Linked DNA regions of Mus musculus: regions 2, 3 and 4 are each linked to region 1. A link is a contact called in public Hi-C and HiChIP or PLAC-seq data. All regions are on one chromosome and are shown on one strand. The core of a region is the stretch at or near the end of the contact, and the rest is flanking DNA. Distances in the headings are between cores, read along the strand shown.

Region 1 (6,074 bases), core at 1,362-3,861:
TTGTTTATTTTCTCTGTGTAGCCCTGGTTGTCTGAAACTCACATTGTAGATCAGGCTGATCTCAAACTCACAGAGATTCTCCTACCTTTGCCTCTGGTGTGTGCCATGATAACTGGGCACATTATGAAGTTTTGCAGGGTAACTCAATGTCAATTGGTGTTTTTCTTAAGAGACTCAGTATACAATCATGGACTGGCAATGGAGCACAGATATGGCAGTTCACCCATGCATCCTGTGGCCAACTCAAGTCTGAGGAACTGGACTGAGTGCAGTGGGACTTCTTTTGGTTACCGAGGAGGCTCTACTCAAGAAGGAAGTAGGCAAAGTCAAAGCTCTGGAGACTTGGGGGTGGGGCATAGAAGCTGTAAACAAAACGATGTAACAGTGTTTGTATTAATCTCATTCAAAACTTTTTTTTTTTTTCAATGAAAATCTATTGCCACTACCCTGAGTATTGTAAAGTGACACTGGAACCCCTATGCTATTTGTATCTGCAAGAAGCACTGGCATTAATTCCTCCTCCTCCCACCTCCAAGTAGTTTTAGCTGCATCTCACCTAGTCCCAAGGGATAGTTCCTCTTAATTCACCTTGTCCAGGGATATGTGGGAAATGCTGCAAGCACATTTCTGGTGACAGCCTTGATCCAGGGCTACCAGTTTTCTGTCACAGTTCTGGCTTTCACTTTTAAAACAAGAGGTAGTTCCTCCACAGACAGAGCTCTCACCATTCAGCTCTGTAGGACTCAACATTCAGCTCTGTAGGAGCTGGTTCACTCTTTCATCTGTTTATAAGAAACAGCAGGATTTCCGGCTTCTGTTCCAAAAGAAGGACTTTTTCTGGGGCTGGGGCTGTGGCATGTAAGGGTGGTTGAGTATTGGGTCAGCTTGCTCAAGTTTAGCAGCTCTTTAAGTTGAAAACTAGTGGTGGGTGACCATGAACAATCTGAATACATAAGTCAAATCCTAATTGGACTACTGGGGAAACTTATCCTCTCTCTCTCTTTCTTCTTCTTTTTTTTTTATGTTTTTTTGTTTTGTTTTGTTTTGTTTTTGTTTTTGTTTTTTTCAAGACAGGGTTTCTCTGAATAGCCCTGGCTGTCCTGGAACTCACTTTGCAGACCAGGCTGGCCTCGAACTCAGAAATCTGCCTGCCTCTGCCTCCCGAGTGCTGGGATTAAAGGCGTGCACCACCACCGTCTGGCAAAACTTATTCTCTTATTGCAGGTTCCTTCATCTCTAACAGAGAAACTCAAGAGTCGTGGGGATAATGCAGCTAACACTCTTGGTAAACTGCCCAACAGGGCCGTACTCTTTTCTACATTTGTGCCTCAACTACCTCAAATATGAAGCAGTTGAATTAAATGTAATATCTGCCAATTCTAGATCTAATACTACATACCTTAAAACTACAAACGTCCATCCACTTCAGAATAGGACTTTGCAATAGCTTGAACAGTATGGTGAAACTAAGAAGATTTCAGGGAACAAATGTTTACTGCATGTTTCCGTATGCATATGAGCAATGCAGAGCAGTGAACATTCCAACAAGCAATGGCTCCAGGTGGCAACATCAGCTACATATAGGCATCAGCAAGGGACTGGCTTTATGGTTTGGGAAACTGCATTTGGAAGGGAGGGGGGGGGGGAGAAGTGATTTAGCTCGGCTCAGGGAACTTAAACAAAACTTTGAATATACAGCTATGAGGCTCAGATATTCCTTCTAGATTCCTGTTGTACTGGCCACTCTCACATTCAAATAACATAAAGGTTTCCCAAACTTAGACATGTTGTGGACTATTTCCTGGAGATCTGTAATTTGCATGCAACTACAGGTCCAACAGAGTATCTCAGACATGGGTGGTACCACCACAGCTCTGGGGAGCCTCTGACCGTGTTTAAGACCTAACTGGACTGTGGCATAGCAGGTGTCAGTGAATCAAGAGCACACAGGAAAGCAAACAGGGAAGAGAAGGGCTACAAAGTTCCTACAACCTGATGAGAATGAAAATGAATCAAAAGGAATCTGAGCATACAGAGCAGTGTGTATTCCCTTTAAGATCAGCCAAGGGGCAACAGGAGTATGACTTATGGTACTAGAGGAAAATGGGCTTTTCACCCTCTCAGTGTAGGATCAAGGACCGTTTACTTCTGATGAGTATACTGCTTAGTATGTTAAGACAGTAGCTACAGAATGGATTAGGTCTGGGCAAAACTGAATCTGATGGGTTAGGCGACTTCAGTGAGTTTATATATAAGAACCTTGCAGTGTTTTTGAAGCATTATTTCATAGTCCCTTGAACTACAAGAACCTTAGATAAGATGAAGCTCTCATTTTATAGATCAGAGTTGAAGGACCACATTCACAGGAATAGGTCTGGATCTCAAAACATTCAACTGAAATCCCTCAAGAGTTGTTCCTGCCAGAGACACAGCAAACAGGTCCAAGGACAAGAAGGAAGTTAGAGGATGCAGAAGCTGAACAGGATGTCTACCCTGGAAAAGACAAGGCCAAGGACACAAAGGAAGTTCAATGGCACAGAAGTATGGCGTTCTACCCAGGAAACACCTGCAGTGACGTAAGAGAAGTACATACACATGTGTCATATGAAGAGGGGAAATGAAAGTATACAAGACACTTGCTATGGTATCAAAGAAGGAAGTTTTGTGAAGATGTAGGTAGGGTCTGAGGAATGGCAGGGCTGTGGGTAAACAGTGCAGGGTGGAAGAGCAGGCAGAAATTATACTGAGAAGCAGCATGTAACAGGGTTAGAATATGGAAAGCCACACAATCAAGCTGTGAAATTCTTGCTATTGATTAATAACGGAGACATTCAAGACTCTTGAGACCCACTGAGAATGAAAAAAAGTCTAAATTGATATTTTTTAAATTGAAGATGTTCAAGATATTTAAACTTCTCCTTTGTTTCCCCGATATACTACTGTCAGAAAGCTTTTGGATGACTCAAGGCTGACTACAAATAACTTGTGTGTGTGTTTGTGTGCATGCATGTGTGTGCTTGTATGTGCACATGCACACATCCATGAACATATGTTACACTAGAGTATTAAGCTATTGTATTACATTTGTTAGTAATCCATTAAGAATACTGTTTTGGATGATCATATAGTTATTAAAACTGGAAGGTTCCTTTATAAAAAGTTGTTTGGTAAATTTATAAATGAAAATATATCACATGGTAAAAGACATGAAATCTATGATCATTGCATAAAGTTCCAGAAACACTTTATTTAAAAATGGAGTTGTAAATGCATAACAAAATAAAGTAATAAATGTAACAAAAATAAATAAGGAGAATGTATTCATATAAAATAAAAATAACATAGTAAAAGGCCAAATGTTTATAATTGAACAAAACTGTGTAAACAAACAATAACGTAAGTAGATAATTTAATACCTTCTTAGACTCCTTATCTTGTATTCTTCATGTAGATAGACTCAGTACCAAACGTTAACTAAAGGGGGGAACAATCATGATTATTATGCATAACTTTTTCTTGAAATGGACTGACCCTGCTTCGATGTTTTGTTTGTTCCTTCAAAGCATCTCACTTCCCTTTTACATTTGTTAAAATCCTTTTGAAGTTTTACTTCATGAGAGCTGTGAATTTAGCTTTACAAGGAGAACAAATCCTTTTCTGTTTTTTAATTTAAAGAAAAATATGAGATCCATTACACAGCAGACTTATGTTTTACATCTTACAAAAACATTTTGCATTTTTATTAACTGATCCAACATCATAGGATTTCTTAGATCCTAAAAAAAAAAAAACCTTGAAGAGCAGTTACCTTTTCCTTAAAACAAATGTAGCGTAGGTTATTGCTAAGATATCAAAGACCACATCACAAAGCTGCAGTTTACTCTTTATAGACTTAGAGCCTTTGAGTAAATCCAGGCCTATTAATATATTTAAAAGAATTAAGATTCACCCAAATTATAGTGTTCTGGAAACACAAAAATAATTCCTTTATTTAAAAACTTATTGAAATGTGAGCTTACTGGAAAGAAAACAAAACAGTAACAAAAACCAAGTTTAGAGAAGATATTTTTCACAGGCTTTCTTTTTAGTAGCGATAAGCCCAAAGCCTTAGTCGTTGTTGCTGTCTTGCAGGGTCCTTACAAATGTGTAAGACTGACAAAGGGTTACTATGGACCTACAGGGAAACACAGAAGCAATTCAATGACTGGGAGTGCAACTATCAACTACTCTCACAACTACTGATCTTCACGTCTCCTAATGAAGAAAAATTAACCTCATGATCATTTGAGGGGCATTTCTGTAACATAAAAACTTGGTAACACAGGACAAATATACATGTTCTTAATTTTAAAAATATACTCCACCTAAACTATCTGTCAAATTTAACCTTCCTAGCAATTTAATCTAAAAGGAGAGACAAAATCGTATTTCCTTAAAAAGAAAAACAGAAGAAAAGAAAAAAAGGAAAAAAAGAAAAGTGCCAAATAGCTTTGTATGAAAAGTGGAGTAAAACACTGTGGGGTTAAAACAATACAGTATTGTCAACTTCCTATGTACAAATGTCAGTCCTTAGTGATATATGCATACGCCCATCTATCACTCCCAGTAAATCTTAGTGCAAACATAATAATTAATTTCCATAAACCCCAAGACAAGTTACTTAGCAACAGTTATAAATCACACTATGTTGGAAAGTCTTAGAACGCAGGACGGCTGCTGTGGAGGGTCTGCTTCACTCTACAGAGCAGGGCGGCGCTGTGTCCAGTGACTGTGAGGAATAATATAAACCCTAGTATTAAGAAGCAAATTGAAAGGTTTAACAATCTGTACAGCGGGTGCCAAAGTTCATCTCAGGGGGCAGCTTGGCACAGGAGACACAGGGGCTCAGAAATGTGGATATTTTAGTTTGTTTGTAGGTCACAGCATGGCTTAAAACAAACAAACAACAACAAAAAAAAACTATGAAGGGAAAGGATGAAATGATATGATTTCATCTGAAAATCACAGAACCACAAAAGGCGAAGCCGATATAAGCTGCCTCTGCTGAGTGTGCTTCAAGTGGCTGTCTGAGTGGTTTGAAAAGACTGGTGTGACACATTAGAAGTAAAAATAAATAAATAAATCAAGAAGACAAAGATAACAAGATTGTTGCTGACCAAGCTCTCTTGTTTTGTATGTCAACATTATGCTGCTTCCAATGCCCCTACTTACTCCATGGGTAATGTCTCTAACAAATAAGGAAACGTCATTCGTGTACTGTAACATCCTCCTCTTCCCCATCAGGGTTGAACCTATTGAAATGGATACTGAAATCAGCCTCAGATTCAGCATTCTCAAACTCAGTGGAGGCTGCTGCTGCCACTCCCGCAGCAGCAGGGTGTAGGGCTCTAGTTTCTGGTGGGCAAAGTGCTGGCGTCTGACTAGGGCTGCTGTGGTTATTAACAGGGCTGGACTTCTGTTTTGGTGGAGATGGCAGGATAGCATTGGGAAATCCCATGTTGTTAAGAGCCTCCAAAGTCCCATCTGGGTCAATCATGGCATTTATCACTAAAGGAAACAAAAAATAAAGAGAGGTAATTCTGTTTTTAGCAAGATGCAGATATGAATACTTCTTATCATTAATAGAGACTTTAGCTAAAGTAAGCTAGTAACCTCTAGTTAAGTGAGCTAGATCTAACATAACCTGGTTCAGTAACCAGTGGTTAAGTCTACATTGTAGACTATACATATCTGAGTGCTTCTCCTAGGACTCTGCAGTCCATACAGACACTTTAGGTGACTGCAAACAGTGCATGGAAGGGAAAAAGCCAAGAGCTTTCTAAACTTGCTTTTACCATCATAGAGGATTACTAAAAATACTGGTTATGTTTTCAACATCCAGATTTTTATCAAATACAAATATCAACAATTGTTCATTATCTCTATGCCAGTTGTGGCGGCCTCAGAGGTGGAGGAGGAGGATCAAGAGCTCCAGCAACTTGGTGAGGTCCAGACCAATCTGCATAGACCACTTCCGATAGAGGGAAACAACAAAAAGATTTTACATTGGGAACTATCTATATCTATGTATCCAT
Region 2 (6,074 bases), core at 2,064-4,563, 950 kb after region 1:
AAGGCTAAGATGGCCGCCCTTGGTGGGAGATTCCATCTCCATGACCCAGTCCTCCCAATCCTCCCATTTCACTAAGTCTGTCCTCTCATTCTCACCACAAGGCAGCATGCACAGAGGCATTGTGCTCAGGCTATCAGCCTTGTCCTCCAACACTTCCCCTTCCTCTCAAGTTAGCTCCCCTAAGTTACCTGCCTTCTCTACACTCCAGGTAAGGAGCAGAGCTCCTACTATATTGTCCGAAAGCCTCAAGGATGACTCTCGGTGGCCCCATCTCCTTCAGCAGAGGTGATGGAACCTCACTTCCCAGGGAATACCAAAAGGCTAATAAGGCTTTCCTGACTCAGCATTGCCTGCTTGCTGTGAATGAAGTCAGCCCCCATGTTGTAAACTGCCCCGGGTAGGGACCCAGGTCATCAGGAATTGATGTCACCTGCCAGCAGCCAGATTCTCAGATGGACAGCTCCACTCTGGGTGTCTTGACCCACCAAGACTCTGTGATCATAAACATTTGCTGTTTCCAATCTATCACAATAATAGGGGAAGAGAAAGACTATTCAGTCATTCTCTAAAAAATGTGTCACTTCCCTGTCTAAGAAGCCAGACCGATCAAAAGACTATGTATACAGACTCCTTTCAAGGGCTAGGATTCTATGATGTTCTCAAAAGCCGAACATCAAGCAAATTCTTGATATTAAAAAACAACAACAACAAAAACAAACAAACAAATAACAACAAAAACAAAAACCTGACCAAGGAAACAGATTCTTTGGTGAGCTCATCTTCTTGGTTAAACCAATGAGTCTTTTTGGCAGACTCTGAGCTTAAATGTACCTCATAGATTCGGACAAGGCTCAAGCTGAGAGCAATGCCTTCTAAAGCTTATAAGATTTCCTTACCACAAGCCCTCACACAACAGCTGTCTCATAGTCGGTCCTCAATAAGCAACTGTTGGGTGAAAGGAAGGGGGAGAGGAAAGAGCTGTTGGTCGGAAGGCAGACAGGTCTCTCCTTTCTTAGTCATGATGCAGGCAAAACCCAGACTTGATTCTTAGCTGTGGAGCCCGGGCAGATCTGTGACCTCTCACTTCCCACTCACCTACTCAGGTGTGAAACAGGAGAAAAATACTCTCCATGTCCCAGAGATATTGTGGGATTACAATGGGGTGCACATGGGAAATTCTTCTTGGATTGGAGAAGACATATCAATTTTGCTCTTCTTTTTTCTAAACTGTATGGTCAGCTGTGCCAACTTAGAAAAAAGGCTGTAAAAGAAAACGTGCCCACCTCTACACCTGGGAAAGGGCCACTACTGGGTAAATGGCCATTTGGAGACAGGAAGTCACTGAATTCTTATCTTGCAGCATCAACAAAATTTAGAAGAAAGTCAAGTGTCAGCTACAGCACACACCATCCTTGACTTACAGTGGATTAGAACTGGGAATTTTGTTTTTTACATGTTGTGGTGATACAGAAGCGGTGTACAGTTGCTCTTGGATCTTTTCCTGGTTTCAATGCCTGTGGTATGGCACTGTCCTCCAGTGCTTGGCCTTCAACAGGGAGGTCCAGGTCCTGGTCAGCCTCACGATCCTAAAGGTGAACCTCGGAGATCTTCCAGGGCACAGTACATTCACCATGCAGCTGAGTAAGCTGCGGTAGGCCAAAGGTGAGGCATGTGTTAAATGCCTCTGCAGCTCTCAGTTGGCTCATCACTATGTCATCCCGTTGTAAGTGAAGGACAACATATCCACCTGGAACATATCCAATATGACACAATTAAGAAGAGTGCCATGAAGCTATGAACACTGCAATGAAGAGATCACCAAGAGCTAAAGTCCTATAAAAAAAAAAAAAAACAACCTAAGTGGTGGGTACTATATAGCAATCATAAAACTGCTACATACATGTACATGTGTTCACAGACATGCCACAATTCAGAGAATAACTATTCATATATCAATTCCTAACAACAGTTGACTCTGGGAAAGGGAATGGAATTAGGGTCAGCATAGCATTTAAACATCTCATCACACGCACACACACACACACACACACACACACACACACACACACACACACACTTAAATACATATTAGACCTGCTGACCAAGTGTTTAAAATGGGTGTCCGTTAACTTAGAATTTTCGAAGCAAAAATAGTTTAAGTTTGAATGTAAAGAAGAAGACTTTGGGCTAGTGAGATGATTCCACAGCTAACCATGCCTGCTACCAAGCCTGATATCATCAGCTGCTTCCCTGGAAACTCCATGTGGAAGAAAAGAATAGACTCCAAGGGTTGTCTGCTGGCCTGTGCACCATGCAATACATACATACATACATACATGTCTAGACCTTCTGTTATGGTGACATTGCAGATTGAACTTGGGTACCCCCAAGTGAGGAGCAAGCACTCTGCTGCTCTTACTTTCCAACCTAGTAATTCTTTAAAGATGTATTTTATGTATATGAGTAAACTATAGCTGAAGACACACCAGAAGAGGACAAAAAAGAGGGTTGTGAGCCACCATGAGGTTGCTGGGAATTGAACTCAGGACCTCTGGAAGAGCAGTCAGTGATCTTAACTGCTGAGCCATCTCTCCAGTCCCTGGTAAATATTTTTAAAAAGAAGAAAAACATTAAAAATAATGCATGGATGCCAAACCCCTACATGAGAAAGGAAAATCTGTATAAGCATTAAAGGAGTTTAAAACAATCATAACACAAAGTTTTTCTGTAATCAACAACATTAAGAGATCTGTATACATAAACATATAGTTAAATTAAAAGGTAAACAAAAAACCGGTATAACTCAGAAACAGGTGCAGCAAGGGCTTGAAGCCTTTATATTGTAAAAACAAAACTCCAGGTCCCAGCCCTCCAGCCCCTAAGACTCTTCGAAATGGAGCATGTATTTAAAAAAGTCACTTCCTGGCCTCAGTTTCCAGGCATAAAAGCAAGCACCAGGAAGATAGTCATGTGCTCATCCACCTCCACCCTTGCACACATACAACCTAAAACCGTCTCCATCACTACCAGGTTGGGGGGGGGGGGGGGGGAGAAGGAGAGGATGAGCGGAGTCTCTAGTGTATTGCGTACACTGCGACTTCCAACCCCGTAGAAATTTTCACCCAGATCCCTCTGTGAGGGTGAACTGAGCTCTGCCTGAAAAAGGAGAAGTCGCAGCGCAGAGTGGCCAGGTTTCCACACCCAAGAGGCATCCTGATCATCCGGGAAGCATGGCCTGCACACAGTTTTAGCTAATGACTTCACTAAGGAGAGCCCACTGTAGTCTCAGGTTCCTCTAACTGAAAGGCCCTCGGGACAGTCCAATGCTTCCTCCCTCGAGAAAGTGGGACTTCTCCAAACCCGCAGTCACTCCACACCTCCCAGAGAGGGAACTCTTCAGGCTCCTCCCAAAGACGGGCCACGCCCACTTGCAGCAGACCACGCCCGCTATGGGGAGGCTCGAAGTCCCTTTGAGCTGGTGAAGATGCCCACACTGCCTCTGGGATTCCTGATGTCTGGAGGAATAGGGGGAGCCCTACACCTAATAATTCAATCTGGGCCACATGCTCACTTAAGACAGGGGTTGGAAGTTTCTCTTCTATTCTGTGTTGCTAGAGGAGCCCTCCACAACCAACCTAATTCCTAGCCCCTCTGGATAGTTAATTTTAAAGAGAGCATTAGATGAACGCACAAATTCTTATCCCTTCAAGTACTCATTCAACAACCTTTTAGTAGGCAGCGACTGAGGGAGTGGGATTCAGCATTCCACCCTATGCCCGCCTGCGTACAGATTCCTTAAAAGCCATTGCCAGGCTGGGGAAAGCACAGACAGTAGCGCTGGACTAGAGACAGCCCAGCTGCTAACAAGACCTGAGCATGTTTTTGACTGTAGTGCTCTATCTCCTAGATGCTGTGAGGATTTTAAAAAGATGCTGTGGTCCAAGGCCTTACACATTGGAGTTTGACATACCCTAGACAGTGGAGAAAGGTCTCAGGTTCTAATCTCCCCCCGACTCTTCCCATCGTTTGTTTGTTTGTTTGTTTGTTTGTTTGTTTGTTTGTTTCCATCTTCAAACTTTGCTACCTGTACCATCTGCTGTGAAGGGGACCTGGGCAACTCTCCTGCATCCCACGTTCACACTGAAGCCCTGGTCCTCCAAGTGAAAATATGTCACATGAGGAACTTTGGGGAGATTTTAAGGTTAGAGCAGGCCATGAAAGGGGGCACCCTCTCGAATGGAGTTAATATTCTTTTATAAGAAACACAAATGTTGAATCCATGGCAGCTCATGCCTGTGATTCTAGCAGGAATTTGAGAAGCCGAGGTGTAAGTATTGTGTGTTTCAAGTTAGACTGAGCTACACAGTAAGTTCCAAGGCAGTCTGAGCTATAAAGGGAGTTTAAGGCTAGCCTGAGCTACACAAGCAGATACTGTCTTCAAAAACAAATGAGGATGGGGAGAGGGAAGATTAAACACACACGCACGTGCACACACACACACACACATGCACACGCACACCATGTGGGTCCATAATTATTAACCAGCCACCTTTAAAAACCCAGGCAAGATCTTCACCAGGCACTGGATCGCCCAGTGCCTTGACCTTGGACTTCCCACCCTCTGGAACTGTGAAAAATGTCTGGTGTTTGAGGCACCCAGTCCTGCCTTACAGTAGCCCAAGCTGAGACACCATCTCATACACTCAGGTCAAACAAAACACAAAGACAGAGCTTAGACCATAATATGCTGAAGAATAGAAACTCAAAATTGGGTTTCGTTATTGTAAAAGTAGAAGATTTTGTCCCAGAGACTAAATTGATTCTCAAGAAGCCGTGCTCATTTACCTAGTATACTATATGGCTATTTTTTTTTTCGGTTATTTGTTGTTTTGTTGACTCCAGGTGTCATATAGTTCACACTGGTCTTGAACTCACTGTGTAGCCCTGGCTGATCTTGGAGTCACGGTCCTCCCAGACTTCACCCTTTCAAGTGCTGCGATCATAGACAGGAGCCTTGTGTATTTTGGCTGTTTTCATGCTGGGAACTCAAATCTGAGTAGTTATGACAAAGACATTTTCATCTCAAATTGTTATGTAAGGTATGGCTTTCAAAACCCCAAATATTGACTATCTGGCTCTTTCTAGAAAACATCCCCAGGCCATGCTGTGAAACCCATTCCATCCTAAAGGCCCGAATTGAGGTTAAATGCTGAAAATTATCCTTTCAGCTTGAGAGTCAGTAAGGTTTACAAGGCCTGGTAGTTGTGGTTGAGATGAGAAGGAACCTGGAGGTTAGAAGCAGAGACAGCTCTGGGTGGCGGCCTCTGGCCTGACTATAAAAACAAAACTGAAGGCTAACTTAAGGCATGTTTTTAAGTAAATAAGACCAACTAGGGATGCAGCTTCGTGGTAGAGCATCTGCCTACCTGAGTTCCAGTCCCAGCCAAGCAATAGTCCATTAACTAATTAAGTTAAAATAAAGTGAAAGGTATTTTCAAATTCAAGACAGCAGAAGTGGGATAGGAAGCAGAAGTAATGGGCTGTGCTCCGGTCCCTAATCTGCCACCAATTAGGTGTATAATTGGCGCAATCACTTCATTTCCTTGAGCTGTTACTTTATTTACAAAATAAGAGGCTCCTCCATTTATTGAAATTCACGGGCTCCTCCTGTGGGGAGCTTGCCACTTCAGACCGGGACATTTTGGGCTCTGGAGTAAGAGCCTATCTTATCTCAGGATCTCAAGGTGAAATAAAACATTCAGTGATGCCCTAGGTAGTCCAGCAGGGTTGTGAGGAAGAACTGAAAATTCAGAGTACTGTTGGCTCTACCGCGTCTTAGTGATATTCACCATGGTCGTAATTTATCACCATCTTGCCTTCCAAATAGATAGATTAGTGTAAGCCTGTCCACCCAGCGAGCTTCTCCCATCTGCAGAGGGAGGAGGCAGCGGGACAGCTGCGGATGGGACCGTCAGCTCAAATTATGTAACAGTAGCGGAGAAAGGCAGAGGCTTTCTCAATTTAGGCTTCTTGAGACTAGCGTTACCACGAGTTTCTCTACCCTAAACTCTCAC
Region 3 (6,074 bases), core at 1,686-4,185, 760 kb after region 1:
GTATAAGTCACTTAGCACAGTGCTCAACGTAGCACCTAAGAACTGCTCAACAAGACTTGATTGTGTCATTATTACTGTTTCTGGGAGTACGAGTTGACAGAAGACAAGCTCTCGTCAGTCTGGACACATTTTTCATGCCACAGCTATGATAAGTTTGCTTTCTCAGGCTCTCAACTGTCTCTGCCTTGAATACAGACTGTATTATGGGATGGGTTAGGCAGGTCGGCAGGGAGAGGGAATTTGACCAGTTGAGGATCCCAGGCAGATAAAGCTCATCCTTTTGTTGAGGTTTTCAGGCTAGCTTTGGCTTACCCAGATTTCAGGTGAGCTGAAGACGATGTGGCCAAATAATACAGATTTCTTGACACATGCTCCTTTCGTCGTCTTTCTGTGTCCCTTGAATCTCAAGTGTCCAACTGAGTACAAAGATTGCCCTTTTCTGTGGGATCTCCTTGTTTTTCTTCTGACTTTTGTGAGCCTTAAAATTTTGTTGTAGTTCCTTCCACACTTGTCTAGGACATTTTGGTGGGTCCTCACAGAGAGAACTGTTTCCTTCACATTTGAAAAAAGATCCCTTAAAAAAAAATCCACAGAACCAGGAATCCATCCCAAGTAGGTAATAGAGTCTTTTGTTTGTTTGTTTGTGTTGTTGGTTTTTGTTTGTTTTGTTTTGTTTTTGCTCATTGTTTTGACCTTTTTTTTCTCCCTCTGTACCCATTCTGCCTTCATTCCTTTTGTCTCCCAAATGTTTCACAATAACCTTAGAAAGGGAGCCCCTGCCCAGCCCCCCAGCCCCCCCACCCCCCAATTCGGAGCAGCTAAACTTGCTGAGCCGCTGATTCAGCATGGCGGGGATCGAGAGAAAACAGCACACATCAAAACTTGCTGATAAGTTAAAACAAGCTCGTATGCTGAGTTTCCCCGCATTTTCTGGCTGTTGACCTCTGAGAGGCAGAGTGTTGTAGATAGGGGAAGTCTTATGGCTTTTGAAGGCACAGTTCTGTCACCTTAGACACTGAGTGGAGAAACATGTGCCCATGGTGGGGTACCCATGGTGGGAGGCTGCTGCCCTACTGTGCTGGTGGCCCTGGGGCAGCTATGGGTCAAGAGGATGCGACTATCTCATATGCCCAGCAAAGCTTTCTGCTCCACCTACCTCAGCTCCAGGTTGCCCTTAGATCTTCTCTGTTTCCCACTGAAATGAAGGTGGAAAGACAGGTAAAGCCCTCCCCCACGAGTGCATTTTGGCATGCCCCTCCCCCTATTTTTGGTGCTGGGAGCAGACCCCTGGGTTCTACTGGGGTTCAAGCACACCCTCTTCCATCCAGCTACTTCTTCAACACAGGTGACATTTCTTTTCTGGGGAGTTTCCTTTTGCTGACTACATAGTTTCAAATTCTAATGTTAATGTAACTAATTCCTGGCAGATGATGGATTTTTTTTTTTAAGCACAATTAAATTACAGCAGATTTTCTTTTGGTAGACTATTTTTAGTAAAATGCATAGGATTAAAAAAAAAAAACTACCCAGTGCTAACAATATGCTCAATCTGGATGTGAAGGCATGCTGCTAACTAGGCTCGGTGACACATTTCGTTAACATCGTTTAAGTCGTGTACTGGCAGATTAATCTGTGAACAATTTAACCTTGTATAAATAAGTACGGCCAGACTCTTGATAGATACGCCAGGGAAAGGTTTTAAACTATTAAAAAAGTGAACAGACATTAAATAGTAGACATATTAGTTAGTCCATATAAAAATGCTGCGCAAGGGGTATTATAAAAGAGATCTCAGGATGGATACTCTAACACACAGGCTCAGGGAACACTGAAATCTTTGACTCACGTGTCTCCTTCATCTCCTCTGGGTGGGGCATAGTACTGAGGATTGGAGCCCTACTCCAGAGTCTGCTGTACCACCACACTGATCACCCGGCCCTTTTATTTTTCTCAGAGAAGATGGATTCTTGATATGTTGTCCAGGTTTCTGACTCTTGGGCTCAAGCAATCCTCCTACCTCTGCTATCTCTGCAGGTGGGACCATAGGTTCAAGTCATTTTTAATTTACATTAATGTAGGTCCTGCATCCTAAGGTAGTGAGACTGGGCCTTTGCATGAATGACGACATGCTTAGCAAAGAATAGCAAAAAGGTCCTTCCTTAAAGTGTGTTCTCTCTCTCTCCCTCCCTCTCTCTCTCTCTCTCTCTCTCTCTCTCTCTCTCTCTCTCTCTCTCTCTCTCCCTCCCTCTCTCACTTGTGTGTGTGTGTGTGTGTTCCACTGAAGAGAATTATGAGTGGGAAAATGCAGCCTACTGAGAAGCAAGTCCTCACTGGAAACGCAATGGTTGGCATTCCTGACTTGATTGATTATCCTCTCGTCCTCTCTTCTCCCTGCCAGGAGCATCCTCACCCCTGCCTAGGACCACAGAGCCATCCTCTCCGAGCTGCTCGCCAGAGCCGTTATCCATTATGCCATCCTCTCAACAGCTGTTTCTTGCTTGCTCGCCGTGCAAGGCGAGGTTTTTGTTTTTTTTTTTTTTAACATTTTTTTAAATTTTAAGCCGAGAGAGAGAGAGAGAGAGAGAGAGAGAGAGAGAGAGAGAGAGAGAGAGAGAGATGTTTATGTAGTTTTCATGATTTCATTTTGGGAAATGGCCGTTTCCATTATTTTATTTGATGCCACCAGCTTAAGCATCTGGCTGTCTCAGGATAGACTCTCAGTGAACCAGACTGGTAGACAAGGGTCCCTGACAGTGAGGAGGGCACAGCCTTCTCAGTCCTTCCTGGAATGTCAGCTTCACGGTCAGTATTACGCTGTGGCCTTGCTGGAAAGTGGGATGCACAAAATACACGTCTGGACCCCATGTGGAAAGCAGGCTGCTGCTTTCCTTCCCTTCCACGCCACCCCAAAAAAGGGAACCAGTTGGTTCTTAAAAGGAGAAAGAAAGGCAAAGCAGCCCATGTGCTTCCTGTTTCAAAAGACTGGGCACCCGACACAGAGAACTGGAGAGCCTCTGTCAAATAGAGACAAAACAGAAAGTTCCCACTTCTGCCTCAGTGTCCGTTCTAGGAAAAGTGAGTCTCGTGGCCTTCTAACCAGACCATTTGCATTTTTAAAAGAGTCTCTGAGTTTAAAAAAAAAAAATCATGCCAGAGTTTATCCAAGGGACGCATCTCTGGTTCTGGTAATTCGTTCTCTATCTGGGAGGCACAGGAAGGAGATTGTGTTTCCATAGCAGTCAGGTGACAGGACTGAATTCCCAGCAGACTGGTGACACAGATCTATCTATCCCAGCTGTCTGGGAGCTGAGGCAGGAGGGTCGCTTGAACACAGGAGTTCGAAACCAGCTTGGGCACCATAATCAGACCCTGTATCCAACATAAATCAATCGATACAGAAATACACAAGTAAAGGAGAGGAAAGTAATGAAGTGGGAATTAGAAGGCAATAGCTTCCATATTGTCCACTTTAATGATGCTTGATGAGCCCAGAAGCAGTGACACTGTACAGCCCGAGAAGCACAAGCAACATTGTCTGTAATTCCCCAGCCTTGTGCTTCTTACCAGAGAGTCTGAGTTCACCTTTTGAGTAATTTGATTGATATGTGAGGTGAAGATTTTTTTCCCCTCAATTTTCTTCTGACTAGACATCACATTTATAACCCAAACTTAGCGTTTTATTCCTTTGGGGAATAATTTTTTTTAAAAAAAAGTTATCCTTCCAAACAAACAAAACCAAACACAAAACCCTAGAATTACCACGGAAATGGTACTTGTAGTGCAGGGGTTGTGTACTGAAGTGTCAAAAACCAGATCCTAACCCTGCCTAGTTGACAAATTCTACAGCTGTCGAAAGGTTTAAAGCAATACAGATCATCTGAGCCAATAAGTTGATTTGGTGAGAGTGAAATGCTAATGAGCCTTTGATCTGTGCAGAGGCCGGTGAGTTAGAAACACAGCCTCCCTCACCCCTCATCCAGCCAGCTGTCTCACAAATACTTGCCATTGGTCACAGAGGGGACCAGGCAACCTGGGAGAGGAGATGGATCAGCTCAAATCTATCATCTCCCCACATACATCACTCAAGCGCTGGCCCTAGCCGTGACAAGCCAGCAGCATCCACTTCCTAGCAGAGATGCACACATTGCAACAGAGTTTGTTATTTTTGAAAGTTTTTTTGTTTGTTTCTTTTGGTTTTTGTTTTGTTTTGCATGTATGTGTTTTGTTTCGTTTTTTTGAAGGAGACTCTTTTTGTTGACCTGAAAATAAATGTAGACTGGTACTTACTTCCTGATTTGGGGTTTTTGAAGGTCGTGCGTATGCATGCACACAGTTGGTGGCTATGGAATGTGGCTGATAAAGAAGATAAGTATCAAGTTCAGGGAATACTTGCAGGTTGTAAGAACCGGTGGTGCCGATGAGGGATGCCAGGCGCACACACAGGGCATCGTGGAGCAGCTGGGCTCCGGTGGGGAGGCTGACATGGTCACAGCAGCTGGACAAATGGAGGGGGTCAAGAAGTGTTTGCAGTTCCTGACTTCTTTCTCTGTGTCTCTGAATGGTGTAGGCTTCATCAAAGCCCTGTACTGGGAATCGATACCTGGGGCAGTTTCTGTGTGTAACAATCCCCCCTCCCAAGATGATTTTCCAGGAGAACATTCCAGCTCCACACATCCAGGACAGAGCCACGTGCTATTTTTTAGAAGTTGGTTTTGATGAAGAAAACAACCCACATTCCAGTTATATCAAAAATGTAAAATGTGAAAAGTTTTCTTAGCTGTCTGTTTTCTTCTGGTGATGAAAATACCTTTTAACCAGGTTTGGTTAGATGCCTATAGTATGGTATGAAGGCCAAGGTGTAACAATACAAAGCCTCATGTGGGTTGGGTCCTTGAAGATTTCTATATGGACTCTATATTACATGTTCCTTCCCTTGTGACTTCTTATTTTGATTACTATTTCATAATGTATAACTTGTAAGTATTTAAATAACTGGGAACCAGTTATAAGATCAGAAAAATGGTATTAATGAAGGTCTAGAGGCTAAGATGATCACAATTTCAAATTACTGACTTCCAAATGCATGGAAAGGATACACACACAGGGTAAGAGGTAGATAGAGACAAGTACCCAGGAAAACCAGGATTGAAGCAGTATTCCAGTGTTGTATTCACAGGACTCGAATCCATGATATGCCAGAGAGTTCTGTCTTGTTACATAATGGAACCCAGTTTTCAGTGAGCCAGGCTCCCAAAGCTGTTTGTAGATCTGTTGTGTAGAATTTGGGATGCTTTGCCTCATGCTTACGAGGAATGGTCATGATATCATGGCTTCCATGATAACACCTGAGCGTGCCTTCTTTCTCTCTAGCTTGGCCCCAGAGCCCCATGCTCCACCTCACAAGGCCTCTTGACCATTGTTTCCTAGCTCCTGTTGTACCAGTTAAGCTGACACAGTGTTTCGCTATCTCACCAGGCTATTTCCATGTCAAGACTTTGTGTTTAGCTGTGTGCCTTTGGTGCAAGCCGACCAAGGTGGCTGCTTCTTTCCCTTCAAAGAGACTTTTGCTTTCACAGCCTACTCCACCTCTGATGTCCCCTTTGGTCACCTCCTTTCCACCGTAGCCTTTTCTCCTCTTGTTACCATGCTAGGCACTGTCTGTCTGTATGCATGCATGCATGTATGTATGTATGTATGTATGTATGTATGTATGATTTGGCCTCTCCTACCAGAAAGTAGGCTCCTATGGGCCAAGGTACTGCTCTAGTTTCTTCTATGCTCATTCTCAGAAAGCTGTGTGATACAGAGTGAATGTCCAGGAAATAAAGTTGAATGGACCTGATCTTGAAAAAAAAAATGTGTCTTTTTTTTTTCATGGTTTCAAGGTGTTTATTGTAGAAAGGCAGAGATAAAAAGAAGAGTAGAGAAGTAGAGGCTGATCATAGCCATGTGGAGAGAGAGGAGAAGGGGCAGGGGTGGGGTGGGGTGGAGGAGCAAGAGGGCTAGGGAGAAAGCAGGAGAGGCAAGAACAAAAAAATGTATCTTAAGCCAGACTTGGAGCTTCAACATCCACC
Region 4 (6,074 bases), core at 1,494-3,993, 740 kb after region 1:
CTTCCAGTTTCCGATGTTCCTGTGGCTGCAGTTTAACCTTCATTGTTCCTAACCAATGCTGTCTCTCCTTTTGCTTCTTCTGAGGACAACTGACCATTGGACTCAAGGCTGTGACAGTATCCTAGAGTTTGTTGTATCTGCAAAGACCCCTTTTCTAAGTAAGGAAGCACTCACAGGGTCTGGGTGCTAATGAAGATCTATCTTTTAGTAAGTCACCGTCTAACCCCTGACAGAGGGCTGAAGACTGAGTGTGTTCTGGGTGCTGGATGAGGTCAGCTCTTATAGGGTCTCTGGAGCAAGGGGAGTCGTTTCCATGTACATTCCAGAAGAAGTCCTCGTTCTCTTGTGGAAGCAGATAGGTAGCAATGGCACATCTACAGTGCTGGAGATCAATGCTGGGACAGAAGGTAGGGGACTGGCTAAGTTCTCACCAGAGCAAGGGGTGCACAGAAGTGTTTGGATTATAGATCCAGTCAGTCAATGTACTTGGAGTAGTGGGGCAGTCGGGTGGCTGGCAGGGTGGAAGCACTAGAATCATACACCATTCTGACCTGAGTCTCCATACTGTCCTTCCCCAGGAGACAGCCCAGGGAGGTGGGAAGAATATTGGCAGAATCTGGGTTCAAATCCCAGACCTTCCTTCCATTTCCCAGATTCTTGTTGTTCATGATGTTTCCCAGTGCCTGAGCTGTGGTTTTCTGTTCTAAAGTAGATCTAGCAATACAGACTTCACAGATCTCTTGAAAGAATTAAAGATAATATGAGCAGGGTGTGTATGGGTCTAGGGTTTGGCACCTCGTGAGTATCCAGATGTGCCAGCTCTTCCTCTTGCTTGGCCTCACCCCTTTCCGGCTGGTACTTCCCCTGGGCTCAGCTGTGCCTGTCAGCTTTTACTTCTCTTTGCCACTCCACCTGCGGCTTCTGTCCCCAGGGATCTGTCCTTAGAGGGACCCTCTCCACTGACCTGGAACATTCAGTCGACGTCTTTTCCTGGTGCCTGAGGACCAGCATAGCTGCTGTAAAGGCAATGAGCTATGAGGTGGGTGGGCCGAGGGCCTGAACCTCGAGTGCTTGCTTAGCTGATCTCTGTGGTGGTAGCTCTCTCTCTCTCTTACATCACTTACCCAGCAAACGTTCTGAGAAAGCTGGCATCGCCTGGCTCGAGAAAACCCAAGCTGAACTGTCCTTTCCTCTTGGTGTGTCTTGCTCACTCTGCTTTGCAGCCCACTCCCCCTTGGCAACAGATCCCTCCTCCCCCTACACTGGGTTCATGCCCCTACTGTACAGTTCTTAACGGCCTGACTTTCCCCCAGAGCCTCACAAATACCCTAACCCATAGTATGAGTGGTGACTGATGCTGAATCTAGAAGAAGCCTGGTACCAGTTTCTTTTGCCTCGATTTGATGACCCAGAAATTCAGATTTGAATGACTAAAGAGGGTCACCTTTGAAAGCCACAAATCGGGGTTTCAACTTAGTCAAATTTCAGGCTCAGATAAGGGATGAGAAGTGACTGATCTACAGTCACACAACTGGGTTGTAGTATGGATTTGAGATTTGGTTTTGGTTTTTGTTGTTGTTTTGTTTTGTTTCCTAATGTGCTTCCTGCCTCTTGGTGCTACTCAGAGTGGTAAACGAGATGGCTATGCCCCACATCGTCCATGGATCAGGGATCCACTGAGGCCACTGAGACCATCCTGTGTTTGATGGAGAAAACTACCATCAATTATTCTGACTATGCATATGCTCTGGAGTACCCAAAGCTTGTCCGTGCCTTCTAACAGAAGCTAGGCTCCCATCTAGACAAATCCTGGCCAGCAAACTCAGCCTTACTGCATCTCCTTTTTGTGTTTAGGACTCAGTTTACATTTAATTGATGTTCAACACATTGTGAGCTGGGGTGTGTGTGTGTGGGGGGGGGGTTGCTTGCTTTCTATGGCAATGTAGATTTGAGGTTCATGGGGCAGGTTCCAATCTGAGAAAGAGTCAGCCTCTTCCATGCTGGAGTCTTTCTGGTATGTGTATCACGCTCTGTGTATTTCCCACTGACTTGGTTGTTCTCGGAAGCACAAACTTAACAGAGGTCTCAGGGAGGTGGGTTTAGGAAGGTCTGGTGGTGGGGCTCAGACATCATCCATGTAGTCCCCCAATCTCCGGGAGGCCGCTCACAGGCCTAGCTTCTGAAGCAGAACCCTTCCATCCCTCCATCCCCCTTTCTTGGAATTGAGGGGGAGGTGAGAAGGGGCTTGGCTCCATGCCTGGCACACAGCGATCCTCCAGGAAGGTGCCAGCTATTACTACAGCTACTGTTGGTATTACTGTCACAGCTTCCACACCTTCCACACCACCCACAGGCTGCTTCCTGCCAGCATCCCGACCTGGAGGGAAGGGAGAGAGGTGGAAGATAGGAACCATAGAGTGTGGAGGTCAGTGCTTTCCCAGGCTTGGCCTGGAGAGACATTCTGCTGCCCTTGCCAGCCTCCCGTGCTCCCTCTGTATGGTCATTCCTAAATGCCATGGCGTTCACTGCCTGTAACACACGTGTCTGTTCTCGTTCCCATTGAGACCACTGCGACCTATTGTGAATTGGGCATTTGATAGTGACGCTCACATTCTCACATCAACCGCAGGAAGCTGGTGTCTCCCACAAACTGTGATACAGAAGAATCAAGAGTCCAAGGGTGAAGTAGTGTGCCCAAGGTCAAAACCAGTTGATGGGCTGAGCCCCGCCTATCTCCAAAGCTGGCACTGCAGCTGCCTGCTTAGAAACCCCTGCTGGCTGTCACCAGCCACAGTTACCAACACTTGGTCATCGTTAGGGGTGGCAGGTGATTTTCCCTTTACAATTCTTAGATTCTGGGCTTTCCAATTACTCTCCGAAGGAGCCTGCTACATTTGTGTAAGTGAAATAGCATTGGTGGTCACTAACGGTGCACTGGCTATATGTCATCTCATCTATACCTTGTGCAACCTTTGTTTTTCTTCCTCTCTGTTTTTCCTTCCCACTCCCCTTCCCCTCTCTTTCTCTCTCATTTCCCTCCATTTATTTTGTCTGTCTGTCTATCTATCTATCTATCTATCTATCTATCTATCTATCTATCTACCTGAGACGGGATGTTGCTATGTAGCCCTGGTTGGCCTAGAACTTGTGGCTTTCTCCTGCTTCTGATTTTATAATCCAGCCCCATTTCCTGTCCTCTTTCTGCTTCCCGACTGCCTAGGAAAGACAGCCAGGCAGCTTTCTGCTCCTGCTGCCATCCTTTGTCCACCATATTGGAATGTATTCCCTTGAACTGTGAGCCTGAATATGGCCATCTTTCCTCAGGACAGTTTATCATAGCACCAGGAAGAGACAGGGAGGGCTCATGTACAGAAAAGCAGCCCATGTCTATACTGGATTCCATGAAATCTTTATGAGTGAGACTTAGTAGGAAGAAGTTAGGACGGTGTGGATGTGACCTTGAAGGGGATCATGGGACCCTAGCTCCTTTCCTGGTTCTCAAACTGTTTCACAGTTACTTGCTGTACCCAGCATTCCCTTTTTGGTGTGCTGCCCCACCACAGACCCTGGGGACAATTGGACCATAGAGTGGAGATTCCAAAACTGTGAGCTACAACAAACAAACACAAACAAACAACAACAAACCCCCTTCTCTCACAGAAGCTGCTTACCCCAGGGTTCTTGTTGCAGGGACAGAAGTTGGAAAGGGACTCCCCCTTTCTGTGTGTGTCTTCCTTTCTGCATTTCATGGCCTGCACAGCCCTGACCTCTTTCTTGTGCGTGACTTTGTTCCACTTTCAAGTGCAGAGGTGTGTCCTGATCATGTGGGGTCTGGAGGTTACTAGCCTGGAGTCTTGTAAACACTGAGCATTCCCTGGTTTGCTGAAGGAACGGGTGGGTGGATGAGTCATTTTGTAAAGAAGGAAGTCCATCCTTGGGAGACGGCTTGGGACTCCACCTAACTGAGTTTTCCAGTGGGGGCTGTTCATTCTTAGTCCTTCACTGGTGGCAGCCAACAGAAAGGCAGGAAGGATGCACATCTGGCTGGGGAAGCAGAGATCAGCTGGGGCGGTGGGAAACCTTAAGACAAGTGACCAGAGGATTTCTGCCTGAGCTAGCTATGATGAGTCACCAGGCACCCAAACTAGAAGAGCTGTCCACGGCAATCCAGGAGGATATATATGTCTGACGACGGTGGCAGGTAACAGCGGCGGAGTTCTCACCGCATTCTTTTGGAATACGTTGCTGCTTGGAGAGCACTCACTTCACAGTCATAATCTCCGGGGAGGGAGGGGGACAATGTACCTCTCTGCTTGCTTCTCCAAGGGCTATTATAAGGACTAAATGCAAACCAATAGTGTAAAAATGCTTTGTAAACCATATGTTGCACATTGAGATTGTAGGTTATTGTTACTATTATCACCATTTTGGATCCATTCCTCTTCATTCCCTTCTAGAACTCACTCCGTTCCATTCCCCCACCCCTGTGTTTTTTTTTTATAGACTCTGCATCCCTGCCCCAACTCAGCTTCCCTGACATGTCATTGCTCCTCAATGATCAATAAGTGATCATTAGCTCTAGTCACCAGTGTGATCAAAATGATCTGTACCATATGTATCTGCCTATTCTTCAGATCCTGGGTATATTGGTCAGCTTTCTGCTGATAACAACACACCAGAGGTTCCTTAAAAGGGGGCGGTGGTTTCCTTGAGCTCCTGGGTTTTGAGGCTTTTGTCTATTATCAGCTGAGCTCATTACCTTTAGGGAAGTAAGCCCGTTCTGTCACCACAGGAGGAGGAAAGAGGTCTTTTCAAACCCTATCTCCAACCAGGCCCCACCTCTTAAAACTTCCTCTACTCAGTAATGCTCTCTTGAATGCTCTCCTCAATGATGCCTAGGTTGCTTTTCTATGTGTAGTATGATGATAATTATCCTGTCCAGCCTACCTAAGGAGGTGCAGTCACCATCAGCAGAATATGGCTTGAATTACCCAGCCCCGCGAGCTGATGCTTCCTCCTCTCAGTCCTGAGGAGACAGGGTCCACAGAAAGCATTTATTGATAAGTTTTGGCCGAAGAAACACAAAAGGACAGTTCTAGGAAGATGTAGTTACACCACCCTCTGCGGGGGAGATGGGTGGATGGTTGTTGCAAAGAGGATTGTTGTAATGACAGCATATGGGATCGCTCATGTAGCAATGGGTCATAAAACACTAAGGAAAGGATTCCAGGACCCCTGCTCACAGGCTCCTCCCTCTTTCATCTGCCAGAGATGCCAGATCCTGGTAATCCATCGAACATTGTGTCACAGCCCCTAGCTCTAGGCTCATAGCCTCAATATTCAGTACCTCCCTCGAAACGAAATGGTGTCCTTTCTCCTGGTGCAGTCAGTCTTACTTAAATGAAGCAAACAAAACCAACCAAACAAAAAATACCCTCAATCCCATTAAGTTATTCCTCTGTCTACCTCTTTCTTTTCACAGTTCAGCATCTTGATGGGGCTGGATCCATACTGTCTCCAGGTCCTCAGGTCTATCCTTGCCCATCTTCATCTCTATCCCTGTTACCCCTGATCGACCTAACTATCATCTATGTATTTATCTATCCATATATCATCTACCTATCTTTCTATCATCTATTTATCTACATATCATCTGTCTGTCTGTCTATCTATCTATCTACCTATCTATCATTTCATCTCTTAATGAGTCATGTTATCTGTACTTCTAGATCCCACAGGCGTATTTTACATCTTTCTCTTATGACAATGACACTTTTCTTCTTAATATGTGTTAATGGGTGAGCCCTTGGGGTGCATGTGACACCACAGTACCTATGTGCAATCTTCCTGTAGCTGTGCCTCCTCATTCTCTCTGTGCTCTGGGCTGCATTCCTAAAACGACTGATTTGAGTCTTAACTCTTGCTACCTAACAGTACTAACTTGTTTGGAAATGGGAGCTTTGCAAATATAACCCAGCTATGGGGTCACAGCATGCTAGGGAAGATCTTAGTCCAATGCCTGTAAGAAGATGGACTTTGGGAGGATGTGGTGATGAAGGCAGAAGCTAGTTGGG

The links. Hi-C and Micro-C count contacts between places; a contact is called where the count stands out from the background. HiChIP or PLAC-seq counts read pairs in DNA pulled down with a chosen protein or histone mark.
Region 2: a contact with region 1 is called in an H3K4me3 HiChIP or PLAC-seq map of pro-B cells, with 11 times the contacts expected there. The contact joins two enhancer-like sites. A contact is called at or near these places in 5 of 484 Hi-C or Micro-C datasets (the G1E-ER4 cell line, brain, cerebral cortex and 2 more) and 4 of 115 datasets of contacts at active chromatin or transcription factors (the 230-238 cell line, T-cell acute lymphoblastic leukemia, large pre-B cells and 1 more).
Region 3: a Hi-C map of pro-B cells shows a contact between it and region 1, with 2.9 times the contacts expected there. The contact joins two enhancer-like sites.
Region 4: an H3K27ac HiChIP or PLAC-seq map of large pre-B cells shows a contact between it and region 1, with 2.6 times the contacts expected there. The contact joins two enhancer-like sites. A contact is called at or near these places in 3 of 115 datasets of contacts at active chromatin or transcription factors (large pre-B cells, microglia and pro-B cells).

The regions. Positions count from the first base shown.
Region 1 is chr1:176,730,435-176,736,508 of GRCm38.p6, forward strand. Cep170 (centrosomal protein 170) reads right to left here. Exons shown (of 20, transcript NM_001099637.2): 20 at 3,219-5,547. The coding sequence ends at 5,246. Among named protein-coding and RNA genes, the nearest start is that of Gm26104, 33 kb to the left of the region's middle. Within about 2 kb of position 2,612, at least 51 of the 459 cell types and tissues checked have an H3K27ac peak or open chromatin away from gene starts, as enhancers often do. A contact at or near this core is called in the 230-238 cell line and pro-B cells, where this site is marked.
Region 2 is chr1:177,678,093-177,684,166 of GRCm38.p6, forward strand. No RefSeq gene overlaps it. Among named protein-coding and RNA genes, the nearest start is that of 2310043L19Rik, 38 kb to the left of the region's middle. Within about 2 kb of position 3,314, at least 45 of the 459 cell types and tissues checked have an H3K27ac peak or open chromatin away from gene starts, as enhancers often do. A contact at or near this core is called in the 230-238 cell line and pro-B cells, where this site is marked.
Region 3 is chr1:177,487,021-177,493,094 of GRCm38.p6, forward strand. No RefSeq gene overlaps it. Among named protein-coding and RNA genes, the nearest start is that of Gm29856, 34 kb to the left of the region's middle. Within about 2 kb of position 2,936, at least 71 of the 459 cell types and tissues checked have an H3K27ac peak or open chromatin away from gene starts, as enhancers often do. A contact at or near this core is called in pro-B cells, where this site is marked.
Region 4 is chr1:177,466,403-177,472,476 of GRCm38.p6, forward strand. No RefSeq gene overlaps it. Among named protein-coding and RNA genes, the nearest start is that of Gm29856, 13 kb to the left of the region's middle. Within about 2 kb of position 2,744, at least 45 of the 459 cell types and tissues checked have an H3K27ac peak or open chromatin away from gene starts, as enhancers often do.